Linked DNA regions of Mus musculus: region 1 is linked to region 2. A link is a contact called in public promoter capture Hi-C data. All regions are on one chromosome and are shown on one strand. The core of a region is the stretch at or near the end of the contact, and the rest is flanking DNA. Distances in the headings are between cores, read along the strand shown. Region 1 overlaps Syt7 (synaptotagmin VII). Region 2 holds the start of Dagla (diacylglycerol lipase, alpha).

Region 1 (6,559 bases), core at 2,519-5,018, 100 kb after region 2:
CTGAGTAGGAGGGTACACAGGTCCAGCTGGCTGCGTACTGACATTGAGGAGGCTCAAGGACAATGATGTAGAGGTAGCCCTTCTTAGGACTCTGGGAGCTGCCACTCCAAGCCAGCCTCCCCTATTTTCCAGTCCTCTAGGGTTTTCTTCCAGTGGTTTCTCTTTCTTTCCTGCCCTCCTTCTCTCCTTCTCCCTCTTGGAGTCTCCCAGTGACTCCCTCTGCCATCCTCTTTTGTAATCTTGGCTATTTTGTGGGGTGACTTTTTTTTCCTCTCTGAAGAAGGGAGAGATGTCTGTCTCTGTGTCTGCTCCTTGGATTCTTCCCTTCTTCTTTCCTTCCTTTGTCTCATCCCTTCTCTTCCTTTCCTTGTAGCTCCAGATAGCTTGTTTCTCCAGATAGCTTGGCCCCTTCAGCTGCACAGGTCTCTATTACTCTGCATGGGTTTGTCTAGGCTGCTTCTGGCTTCTGGTCTCCTGACTCACGGCCACTCAGGGGTCGGCTCCTAGCTACTACCATCTTCCCTTCCCTTCTTACTTGTCCTTGAAACAACTTGACCCTCCACTGCCCCCACTACCCTGAGCAGCCCTGACCCAGGACATTTTCGTGACTAGTGCTGCCACTCCCTCCCTCTACACACCCTCATTCCTGTGGGTTGAGAAAGGGGTCAGCCCAGGGCCCTGGGACTGGCAACCATGCTTCCTAATTAGCAGGAGGTAATTGCCTGGAAGAAAAAAAACCATTTAGAATGAGACTCCAAGACTCCAACTTAAAGCTGAGCCAGCTGGTGGCCCCTGGGGAGTGGGGAGAGGGAAAGCAGCCCAGGTCAGGGCCTCAGAAAGCCTCTTAGGAACGGAAGCCCCCAAGGATTTTTCTGCCTTGTGTGCCAGGACCCCAGCCATGAGCAAGTGGGAAGAAAGCACTGAGCTAGCAGGCTCGCTACCCTCAACTAAGTTCTGACTAAAAATGTGACCTAAGGCAAGCTACTCATTCATCTGAGCATTAGTGTTGACCCCTGTAAAGTCAAAGCCAGGTCACTCCTGCCTGCCCTCCATCCTCAGTGTCATGAGGTTCAGTTTAGTCAGTGGCTATGACAACACTTAGTAAGGTTACACATACTGCCGAGTGCAAGATGTTACTGTCTCACCCATGTCCATGTGGCTCTCAGCTGAGGCCAGGGTGGGGCACGAGGAGGGTGGTCCTGCAGATACCCAAAGGATAGTGAGGTCTCTGAAACACTGGGAGATAGCTGATTGAGTAAAGGTGACAGATCAGGTTCCCATGACAGGGTTCTTGTCCACCAGCAGCATCACCTCAGGGGATGGATGGCTCCAGCTCTTTAAGCCCCACTTTCTTCACATATAGGAGGCTGAGCATGATGCTTCCTCCTGCGAGTGTTTGTAAGGCTAGAGGATGTGATGTTTGCAGAGCTCTTAGTGCGGTGCTTAGCATGTAACAAGTGCCCAATGAATGGTACTAGATAGCTTTACTGTAATTAAAGTAAATTGACTTCACTCCTTCCCTGAATGAAGAGAAGCCGTGGTTCAGTATTGTCTATGGTGGTTTCATCTGCTTTGCTTTGTTTGTTCATTCTGAAGTAGGGTTTCAGGTATCCCCAAGCTGGTCTCCTGATCCTCCAGCCTCCACATCCTGAATGCCAAATTACAGGTGCAAACCGTTGTTCCCCATTTATGATGCGCTGGGAACCAGACCTAGGACCTGGTGCATATTAAGCAAGCACTCTACCAACTGAGCTGTGCCCCTAGCTCCCATCCCTGCCTTTTGTTTTGGGTGCTTGGGGGAATTTCTCCAGGCAGCCAGGATAACTTCAAACAATTCAGAGTCACCAAACACAGCTACTTCATAAAGTAGCTGGTGCTGAACACTCCTCTCACCTGTAGACTAGGAGTGTCTTGTGGTTCTGGCCCCGCCCAGCTCCTCACTTTAGTCTAGGGAAGGGCTGGGAGAAGCATCTCCTTCAGGTGGCTGTGAGGTAAGGAGCCTCTGCCCCGAGGGAAGCAAATTATAGGCATTTTCTGGCCACGTAGTGGGAGGAAAGGTTGATGTTTGTCAAGTCAACACCACCCACCACCTAGAGGAGGAAATAGCAAGTTTTGCTTGGTGCAGTTTGGTTGAGTTCAGTCTGCATTGTGACCAGGGCAGCACGGCATCTAACCAGACCAAGGCAAGGACAGACTAGTTGGAGCGTGCTTATGTTGGGCAATGATGCAAGCTCAGCATGCCAGATTGCCCTGGGAGCGGTGAGGGGGCGGCGGGGGCCAAGCCGTCTGCCGCTTCTTCCCTGTGCTCCTGCACCACCACTGGGGACCTTCTGTGCTCCTGCTCTGAGTGCAGGTTCCAAGACTGCCACCAGGAGGCAGTGTGGCAGGCTGCCCTAGAGGGAAGTGGGTGCGGTCTTTTGTATTGGCGGAGAGACTTGTGACTCGATGGGACCACACCATCTAAAGAAAAGGAGTTCTGGAGGTCTTCTCATGGCTTCAGCTGGGGTTTGGTCAGGAAGGAACTGACAAAGAGAAAGCTACAGCACTGTAATTGTGAGAAGGTTCTAGTCTCTTGCGTCTTCCTCTCTAGGAACAATCAGAGGGGCGGAGTAGAGGAGGTCACAGTTCTGAGACAGAGGAGTGTTCAGCACCAAGGACAGGGATATCCGGGCCACATCTGTTTCAGTACCAAGGGCAGCACCAAAGCACCGAGTCACTCAGTCTTCCAAATCACTAACCCTGTGACCGATATCTTGTAATATAGTGAAATAACACACTAGGGAATCTCAAACACCCTAAGGTCTAGCGACAAGGCTGAGAACAGAGAGGTGAGTGAGTAGCCCAAGGTCACACAGCTGATGCGTAGTAGAGCTGGATTCAGATCCCCAGCAGTGTGGAGTCCCTCTCTAACTACCTCTTTCCTTCTTAAACATCTCTGGAAGGTGCTTCTTCAAGAGCCCTTGAGCTGGCAAAGATTAAGTGTACTCCCCACCCCAAACCCTAGCCGAGGATTTGAAATTCAGGATGGATGAGTGAGTCCTCCTGTGGCCTTGGTGGCTCCAAGCCTCAGGTGGGAGGAAGTCAGAGAGGACAGGTGCCCTTCCTGGCCCATAACGAAGCCTATAGCCTGGGGAGGTGGAGCTGAGTCATCAGTACTGAAGAACTGTGCAGTGCTCTGAGATCCTCCAATGAGATACAACGTAGCGTTTCAGCCCCGGCCTCTGAGCTGCCGTGTATTATTAATAACAATAAGATGCTGATTTAGGCCAAGGCACAACAATGCATTATTCATAGGAGTAACTAGTGGTCATGGCTTGTACTTAATCATCACACATCCCTGACCCTGCCCCCGCTCCACACTCCTGCTGGAGAGGCCCTTCCTGTGAGCTCCTCCTTTCTTGGGTTCCTGCTGTCTGATGGATGTGATCGTTTTCATGGCTACCCAGGCAGCTCATCAGCTTTGGGAACAAGGTGGGCAGAGAGAGCAGCAGGTTCCTGGATCACTTGGCTAGATACCCTACACAGATCTGACACTTGAACCTGTCCATCCTGAATGGCCTTGATCCCGGTGGCTTCTGGCCTCGGCAGATCTTTGTGATCTGCAGATGGCCTGTCTCCCTTCCTATTCTTTTGAGGCTGAAGGCCAGCACACAGCAATTCCATGCCTCCTTAAGCCAGGAATTGTGGGAGGTGAGAGTGGCTGTGGTGTGGGGAGGAGGTTACTGGACAGAGGATGCCCTCCTGACCTCCATTAAGTGCGGTAATGGATGTGAAACCTTTGGTAAGCTGTCCAGCACTCCACAAACTGTTCCACACAGTACAAATGTGAGCTGTTATTCCCCAGGCCGTGATGATGTCTGCCCAAAGAGAGAGCAGAAATAGGGAAGGTGTGGATAAGACCCTGTAGCTTGCCTCGCAGGCCTCACCCCCTGCGGAGGAGTCTGAGTGTTGTGCATCCTGACGTGTTCCTATCCAGTTCTTGCTGGACCAGCTCCTGGCCCATCCGGATAATCCTCCATTCGCTGTTTACTCACTTGGCACCTCTTCTGAATTCTAAACTGTCTGCATGCAGCCGGCCTCTGCGGCCCCTGCCAGCATGCTCGCCCTAGCTCACTCACGCATTATCTGTTTTTATTACAGTCAAGGTTGAGAAGACTTGCTTGTGTTAAGCCCCTATTTTCAGTTACTTGTAACTTTCCAAAACAGTTCCCCTCAGGCTTTCTCTTGTTCTTGCCCCAGGTGAGTCCCAAGGTGTTGTGGGCTTCCTGAAGGACGCTTAGGGAGGATGTCCAGGAGGGCATGGGGGAGGGCAAGATCCAGCTTTCCTTGGAAAGGCATGCTGGGCTCTCTCCCCCCCCTTTTCCTTTTCCTTTTCTCCCACCCATCTCATTTTCTCTTCCCCTTGCAAGGAGAGAGCTGCCAGGCTCCAAGGTGGGTGGCCTGGAAGGAGGATTTTCAGAGTGAAGAGAGGACATAAAATTCTACCGAATGCCAAGCAGCAGGGTTTTGCCTGCCTGCTTGGGCTTCAGGGTTTGGCTCAGTTGTTCTGTCTTCCTTTCTCACCACATCTTGGCTTTCTGGTGTGTATTGGGTTAGAGGAAGAAGGGAGGTGACACAAGTACCCCAAATGTCCCTTCTCCATGTCCACATCACCTACCCCAGGCTGGTAGGCTCAGTCTACTTGTAAATGCCGCCCCTCCCCAATTTCCATATGCTCAGCATTCATTTGGAAGGGGGCTTTATGTGGGAAGCCCTGATTCCAGCTTTCATGGTTTTCTGCCTTGAACGGCATCCTGGGGGCTGAGGGAAGCACTGCCTAGTGCAGGATCAGGTGGGAGGAGGTGGGCTCAGGATGGGAAGGTGCTGGCAGACTAGACCCAACCACCCCCAACACTCTGCGCTCACTCTCGCTCATTCCCTCCCTCCCTCTTCCTCTCTCTCTCTCTCTCTCTCTCTCTCTCCCCCTCTCCCCCCCCTCTTCCTCTCTCTCCCTCTCCCCCTTTCTCATAGTGTCTGTGCCCTAATCAGTACCAGTGACAGAGCTCTGGGCAGGGTCTCAGACTACTCTGTTCTTTCCACTCCCAGCTAGCCCAGCGTCTGGCCCCAGCTTCTTCTGGGACTTCTTCTGAGCCTCTACCAATTGAGAATGCTTTATCAGGCCAGCACCTGGGGGAAGATCTGTAAGCAACCTATGCCAGAGGGGGGTCTGAAGTGCTGAGGAAAGTCAGCTATGGCTCTGTCTGGGCAGTTCTTGAGAAGGAGACCTGTCTTAGTTAGGGTTTCTATTGTTGTGGTTAAAACAAAAAACAAACAAACAAACAAAGCCAGGCAGTGGTGGCACAAGCCTTTAATCCCAGCACTTGGGAGGCAGAAGCAGGTGGATTTCTGAGTTTGAGGCCAGCCTGGTCTACAAAGTGAGTTCCAGGACAGCCAGGGCTACACAGAGAAACCCTGTCTCAAAAAATAAAACCAAACAAACAAACAAACAAAAAACCCACCATGACCAAGAGCAGCTTGGGGAGGAAATGGTTGATTTTTATCTCACAGGTCCATAGCACAGTTTATCATTGAAAGAAGTCAGGGCGGGAACTCAAGTCAGGAACCTAGGGGCAGAAGTCATGGAGGGACACTGCTTACTAGCTTGCTCTCCATGCCTTCCTCAGCTTGCTTTCTTGTACTGTCTAGGGCTACCTCCCAGGGGATAGCACCTCAGTGGCCTGGGCCCTCCGACATCAATTATTAATTAAGAGAATGCTCCACAAGCTTGCTCATAGGCTAGTCTGGTGGGGGCATTTCTCAGTAGAGGTTCCCTCTTCTTAAATGATTTTAGCTTGTGTCAAGTTGACAAAAAACAAACAAACAAAAATCTAGCCAGGACAAGCCCTTCCCCTAACTTCTTTATCCAGTGTCCAGTCTCTCTCTTCCCTCTAGCCATGGAGTGTTTTAAGAAACAACATCCCTAGAGTAGAATAGAGGAGAGCCATGGGACATAGGTCCTGAAGACCTCATGTCCTATCTGCTTTGATCTCTCTCTTGTTATGTGTTCCAGGGCAGGCTCTGAGTCCTTCTGACTCTCAGTTTCCTTCACTGTAAAATGGGCATCAGAGATTTACTTTCATTCAGGTGTAGTGACCTCATTCCTTTAGTCCCAGAACTCAAGAGGCAGAAGCAGGGTCTCTATGAATTCGAGGCCAGTCTGGTCTACATACTGAGTTCTAGGACAGCCAGAGGTACACAGAGAAGCCCTGTCTCACATACACTCCTCAAAAGGAGATTTGCTTTCAAATAAGTACTGAGGGCTGTGGACCTGACTCATGTTATCAACAACTATTACTGAAAGTACTTGGTAAGAAGGTCAGTGGCGCCGGGCGATGGTGGTGCACGCCTTTAATCCCAGCACTTGGGAGGCAGAGGCAGGCGGATTTCTGAGTTCGAGGTCAGTCTGGTCTACAAAGTGAGTTCCAGGACAGCCAGGGCTACACAGAGAAACCCTGTCTTGAAAAAAAAAAAAAAAAAAAAAAAAAAAAGAAGATCAGTGGCATGCAAGCTGGGGGTGGCA
Region 2 (6,576 bases), core at 144-2,643:
GCAAAGAAACACCCTTCTCATGCAAAGCTCAGCTCTTTGCTTCTACTTCTGTGCCTTCCCCCCCAAGAAACCCATAACACCCTGAAGTCTTCAACGTCTCTAGGGGTCTGCCCACTGATGCTCTGTGAAGTGGGACATCATGTGGCAATGAGAGGAGGAAGGAGATGGGGGCTGGGAGGGGGGAGAGATAGAGGGAGGGAGGGAAGGAAAGAGATAGAGAGATGGGGGACCTTCTCCAAAGCTTCTCAGAAGACTAGTTAGGATATATGCAATCTCCAAACACTCCCAGTAGCCACAGAACCATCTTCCACGCAGCCCAAAAGATACAATTCCCAGAAACCCAGTAGCACCGCCATCAACCAAGTGAAAGGAAGGGCCCAGGGACGACGTAGCCTGGGCTACTTCTCTATACCCTTCTGAGTCTCCTATAATCAGAAACAAGGACCACCAGTGAGAACCACCTATTCCTCCCATCTTCCTCCAAATGGGGGAGGACTCATGAGCCAGGTAAAGGTTCATAACTGAGCAGAGCTCTACCTGGGACAGCAACCAAGAACCTCATGGTAGACACATGGTGTCTCTTATTCTCATCCATCATAAAAAACACCAACCTTCTTCCAGCCTTCTGCCCCAAGGCCAGCACACCAACAGGCATTAATGCTGAGCCCCATGACAGAGACGTCGCCCCTACTGATCTCCCTGTAAGGGTGGGTATTTACCCTCTTATTTACCAGGGTCTGAGGGCCACCTGTCTTCCCTCACAGTATTAGTCATTCCAGGGCACTGCGCTAAGCCAAGGCCATTTCTCACAGCAGGGCCGGAGCCACTAGTCATGCCCAGGACATTGATTCTTTAAGCCCCCAGGACCATCACTCCAAACCATGTCAAGCCCAAGGCCAGAACCATGCCAACCAACATCCAAGCAATGGCAGCACTTTCTCACACCCATGCCCACCGCACCATCACGGCCCAGCATCAGCTGGCCACCCACCAGCACCAGCTGCGTGCATCGCCCTCCTGTACAGAGGGTGCACCCTCCTCACACCTGGGCGGCCACCGCTACACCAAGGCGGGGGTGAGTCTTCTGACACCCTCGCCAGGAAAAATCACGCTGCCCGTGCTGTATCCACGTTGCCCACGCCCGTGCCATGCGTGTCACCATCCCCACGCCGGTGGCCCGGGGCTCCGCGGACCTCACACCTGCCACGAGCGCGCGTGGCAGCCGCACCTCCGCCCGCGGACCTGTCGGACCGGCCACCGCGCGCAGTGGACATTGCCCAGCCCGCCACGCCGCTCGCAGAGCTCCTGCGCCCGGGACTCGGCCCGGGCCCCCTTACCTCCGGCCCGCCGCAGGGCTCGGCCCGCCGCGGCCACTGCGACCGCCACCTCCATCCTGGGCTCCCCAAGGCCCCTATTCACTAACGTTGCTTCCGCAGGGCGCCGGCGCCGGCGCGAAGGCCGCCTCCGCCCCCCGGGGGACGCTGCGTCCTTTACGTAAACCCCACTCCGCCGCCAGCGGTGACCATGGCGACGGCCGTGGGGCGGCAGCGCCCCCTAGCGCCAGGGAGGGGAGAGGCGCGCAGGCCCGAGGTGGTGGAGCCCTGGATCCCCGCGCGTGGGGGCGGTGGGCGCGGGGCTGAGGCCTCCACGGGGGTTCCGTGGGCAGACGAAAGGGGTTGGACCGTGGGCACTGAACAGGGGCACGGTAGCTGCTTGGGTTCCCCTCCTTCAGGTCCCGCGTGACAGGGTTTAGCGTGGGAGATGAAAAATAGCAAGTAGGATCACCGGAGAACTGGTTTGTTTGGGGGAGGAAAGGAGAGAGATGGGTTCCACCTCCTTCAGGGGACCTAGCAGCGTCTTGAGGAGTTGGGACACATCTTTATCTATGTCCTCCTCTTCCCCCCTACTCTCACCCTCCTCAACACCCAGCATAGTGCCTGACAGCAAAAGGGGAGTTTGATCAATTTTGATTTTCTGATAAATGAAGAAAATCGCCCCTCCTGTTCTCCTTCACACACGCCCATCCATTCATGCGCAAGTCGCTCAACTCGCCTTCCTGAAAGCTGCTTTTTGGCAGGGACACAGCTATGCTGGTGTTCTGGGTTGAGTCTGGGGAGTGGGTGGGAGCAGGCTTGCCCTTAGAGATATCAGGTCACATGGGGGCTAAGCTAAGAGCTGCAGCTGCACAGGGGGTCATAGGTAAGATTGGATCTAGCGGTCATGATGATGCAATCAGTTAAGTCTCCAAAGTCGAGCAGAAAGATATGAGAGGTCGAAAGGAAAGTAACGCAGAAAGCAAGCGTGTGAAATGTTTCCTGGGCTCAGACGTCATTCTGAGAATGACGTCAGGATGATTGACTTGTTCTGTAGGCCTGGAGGACATAGGTGGACATCTGACTGAAAGTGAAACCCTGCATCCGGGACAGACTTCTCCTCGTTGCAGAGTTCAGCCCCTCGCCAGGCAATTCGGTAGCATCTACGGTTATTGCAAAGATAAGCTCTGGCTTAGGTAAAGAAAATGGATTTGGGGAACAAATATGAGCACTTCAAGAATTCCTGGAGAGGAGCTCCCGATGTCTCAGGAAGTTCAGAAATCTGGGGAGGCCTGGGTTCAGGGACGTTATCTCTAGATTGTCATGGTCCATTCAAACCACACAGTTGGAGATAATATCTCTTGCTTCAAAGTCCCAGACACCTGGAAGAAAGAATTATATTGGTCCTGTGAACCATGGTAGATCAACTGATGCCAGGCAGAAAGGACTCTGCAAAATCAGCTCTTTTCCTTACTCACCAAAGTTCCTAATGGAGAAAGCATGCCCACGTGGCCATCCCTAAATAGTCTACTACAGTCTACCCCTTAGCTGTCCGGCACATAGAAAACTACACAAGTTCCACACACACACACACACACACACACACACTCGCACACACACTCACACACACACACACACCATCATCATCACCACCATCACCATCATCATCATCCCCATGTATCCAATCCTCGACAAACCAGTTCTGACCAGTTCTATAATGTGGGAGGCTAATACTACTGGGATTCTCAAGGTGATGTCCTGTTCTTGGTCAGCTGCATCAGTGAGCCCCATGTAGGGCATCCCACACCAGGATTATTCACTGCTACTAACATAATCTCTGAACTCTTTCAGCTAGGTATGTGACACGGACAAGGACATGCCGTAGGGAAGCTTACTAGAAATTCCGAGCCTCAGACCCAAGATCTTAGCTTGATTACAAAACCCTCAGGGGATCTCTGTGCATGTGAAAGTTTGGGAAATTGTCATTGTGAAACTAGGGGAAAGGGGAAAGGGAAAGGTAAGAAAAAGCGATTTCAATCTTGATCATTCCCATCAGACACTAAACATCTAATGCTCTATTTTGAGCATACATGAGATCCCGGGTGCAATCACCAACCCCCAAACAGACAAAAGGAATTAGTTAATTATTTAGAATTCAGCAATGTGACTGAGGAACAAGGAAGCACAGGTAGAGGCTGCAGGCATTATTTTTGCAGCTGCTTTTGAACTCCTGGAAGGAGTCCATGACTTCCTACCTCTGACTCCTTAGTCCTCTTTGCCTTCTGGCCATGTCTCATTTGGCTAGCAGGCTGACCTAAGTCTTAATCCTTCAAGGCCTTCAGTGGCAGTGCATAGGGTCTCTGGAGTCTGTCTGTCTCATTCTGTGTGTGTGTGTGTTTGTGTTACTGTCTACCTTATCTATCTTATTCTTTGAGACACTGTCTCTCACTGGACCAGGACTCTCTAACTCACTGACTGGCTGGACTGGCTGGCTAGTGAGCACTAGGAATCCTCCTGTCTCTGTCTCCCTGGCGCCGGGCCATTTCCAGACAGAGCCTCTCTATTTAGGCTTGCCTGTCCTGGAAACTCACTATGTAGACCAAGTTGGCATCAAAGTCACAAAGATCTTCCTGCCTCTGCTTCTCCATGGGCCACCATGCCCGGCTTCTGTCTGGATTTTACATGAATCCTGGGGATCTAAGCTCAAGTCCGCATGTTTGCTAAGCATGTTGCCAAAGGAGCCATCTGCCCAGCCCTTCTACTCCTACTTCTGATACCCTTGGCAAGGAACAGCCACAAAGGGTGGCTGGCTCTGAACACACACACTCTGGGGTCTGTCTGTCCTGGTGTGGTCCCAAGGCCATGTTTGGCTTTTCTTCAGAGTACCTTCCCGCCTGGTTCAGCTTGGCGTCACTGGAGACAGTCAGCAGGGCTGTGAACGGAGGATGAGGGGGAAATGAGGCAACAGAACCAATGGCAAGATATAGACTGGTCCTGGTCCAGCTGCCTAGCTGTGCTCCCTAAGCTCCATGCCAAATCTTCATTCCGGCCTCAGTTTCCCTCTGGGTCCCAGTGGGGATAATAGCATGGCTCCTCCTCCCAGGGGGCTGTGTGGATTAACTAATTAATGAGTGTGACATCGCCTGTTTCCACAAAGGGGCTGATTAAATGCTGGGTGTTGTTATTAGGAGCGATGGAGGGTGTGTGACAGGCAGAGTCTGCTGGAGACGGATCTGCTCCCCTTTGTGTCCTCCCCACCCCCCTCCTCCGTCTGCCCCACATTCTGCAAGCTGAACATCTTGCAAGACAAAACCAAGATGATTTCTTTTGGCACCCCCCAAAGACGGCGTATAACTTTTGCACATTTCCCCTGTGCTGGAATGTGACTCACGGCTGAGTTTCATAGTATAATTTGTCTCCAACAGCTGGCACAACTGTACCCTGCCCCAGACTCTCACAGCAGCTGTAGACAGAGATGGTTTAGCCAGTGACTGCAAAATTCCTGAGCTGGACACCACCCCTATGGGTTTTTTTTTTTAAAGCTGTATTGCCCCTTGGAGACCTGTACTGTATGATCTCATCCACTACACACACATACATGCACACCCACGTGCACACACACATGCACACACACACACACGCACACAAACACACCACCACTAACAACAACAACAATGACTCCCTCCACCCCCCAACACACAGCCTAAGAGAGAAAGTGTCACCAACACTCCTGACTTCTGCAAAGGCTTGGGGGAATTCAAAACACACAGGGTTTAAAAGCATAAAGTGTCATCTGTCCCTGGCTGGGGGCTGGGGGAATACCACAGCTAGTTCTTCACTTGGATGTAAGATATTAAATTACTGGATGAAATCACAGGTCTGGGCATGGTGACTTTGTGGTACCCAGCCCTGAATCCTTGTAGCTCGTGTGAGAACTTTGACCACCCCCAGGGCTCAGGTCTTCCACCCCTGAATACCACAAAGTGCCAACCTTCCCTGTATCCTGGTACCTCAGATGGGGGTAGGTGGGAAGAAACTGCTTAGTTGTCACCAGGTAAATAAGTCTGCTGCTGGTACCCCAAGAGGGGAATGTTGTTTATCCAAATAGTACAAACTCTACCAGCCTGGGGAGAAGAGAGCAAAGCTCTGGAGGCTGAGCTGCCAGACTCCCGTAGGGAGAGAGTTAGCCAGTTGCAAAGTCTAGGAAATGCATGTGAATTGCAGTCTGGGGTACCTGGAGCCAGCATCACTAGATGCTAGATCATCTTAGGCATCTCCAATTAGGATTTCAAACCTTCCTGCCTCTGCAAAAAGTTGCTGTCCGTGCCCTGCTAAACCTTTGCCCTCCCTGTCTTCCTTTGGCCTGCTGCTATGAAATAACAGGAGTAGATCACAGAGGCTAACTGGCTGGAGGTGGGGCCTGGGCCACATGACTTAGCTGGCATTGGAAGGGCTGGAAGATCAGCCATCATCCTAAGGGGCGAGTTCTTCCCTCCCACCAGAAAGGAGACACAAGCCCACATCTTTCACCTAAACTAAGTTTACTAATAGCAGCTCAACAGATGTATGAGAATGTCTCAGTGAGACTGGCAATGGTTAACACACTGGAGGAGGCCATTCTGATGGTGTTTTGCTGCTAGCAATGATAGAGGAGACCAAGCAACCTTATGCCTTCCAGGGGAAGGTTTAGGAAGTTTCTCCACTCTAGCTTCATCTCTGTTTACTTAGGTATCACCAGAACCTTCCCCCAAATGCCCAGAGGATTGGGAGAACCTCTCGTCTCATTAAGACAGCCTATTTGTAAGTGTCTGCTCCTCGGTGGGCATTGTAGTAACTGTTTCTTTTTTTCCTTGGGGCACTAGGGAATGACAGAAGTGTAAACACAGATGTCTCAGGAGAAAGTCAGTGTGCTCACTGACTGGAATGATTCATCCGTACTCTCTGGACACCAAAAGCCAGCGTAGAAAGCTTGGCTACTTAAGGGTGTCCTTCTATCTACCTGTTTACCCACTAATAATCCCACTCACCCACACATCTATTCATCTGCCATCTACCCAATGTGCCACTTCATCCCACCCGCCCACACATTACCCATCCACAATCCCATCCAATTTTCTTTGCTTTCACAAACCCACCCACACACTCACTCATCTATCATTCCTTCTTTCTTTCTTTCCTTCCACAAAGCTACGCATCAATCCATCCACTCATCCATCTATTTATCTGTCCTTCTTTCTATCCACCCATCTATCCATTCTTCCGT

What was found. Promoter capture Hi-C pulls out the DNA fragments that hold promoters and counts their contacts.
Region 1: a promoter capture Hi-C map of hippocampal neurons shows a contact between it and region 2, with 2.1 times the contacts expected there. A contact is called at or near these places in 18 of 39 promoter capture datasets (the 3T3-L1 cell line, the C10 cell line, the HPC-7 cell line and 10 more), 1 of 484 Hi-C or Micro-C datasets (cerebral cortex), 4 of 130 datasets of targeted methods (SST interneurons, bone marrow-derived macrophages, embryonic stem cells and 1 more) and 3 of 9 other capture datasets (adipose tissue, liver and pancreatic islet).

What each region holds. Positions count from the first base shown.
Region 1 is chr19:10,400,638-10,407,196 of GRCm38.p6, forward strand. All of the region lies in intron 1 of Syt7 (synaptotagmin VII), which reads left to right. Among named protein-coding and RNA genes, the nearest start is that of Syt7, 15 kb to the left of the region's middle.
Region 2 is chr19:10,303,484-10,310,059 of GRCm38.p6, forward strand. It overlaps Dagla (diacylglycerol lipase, alpha), which reads right to left and starts at 1,394. Exons shown (of 20, transcript NM_198114.2): 1 at 1,338-1,394.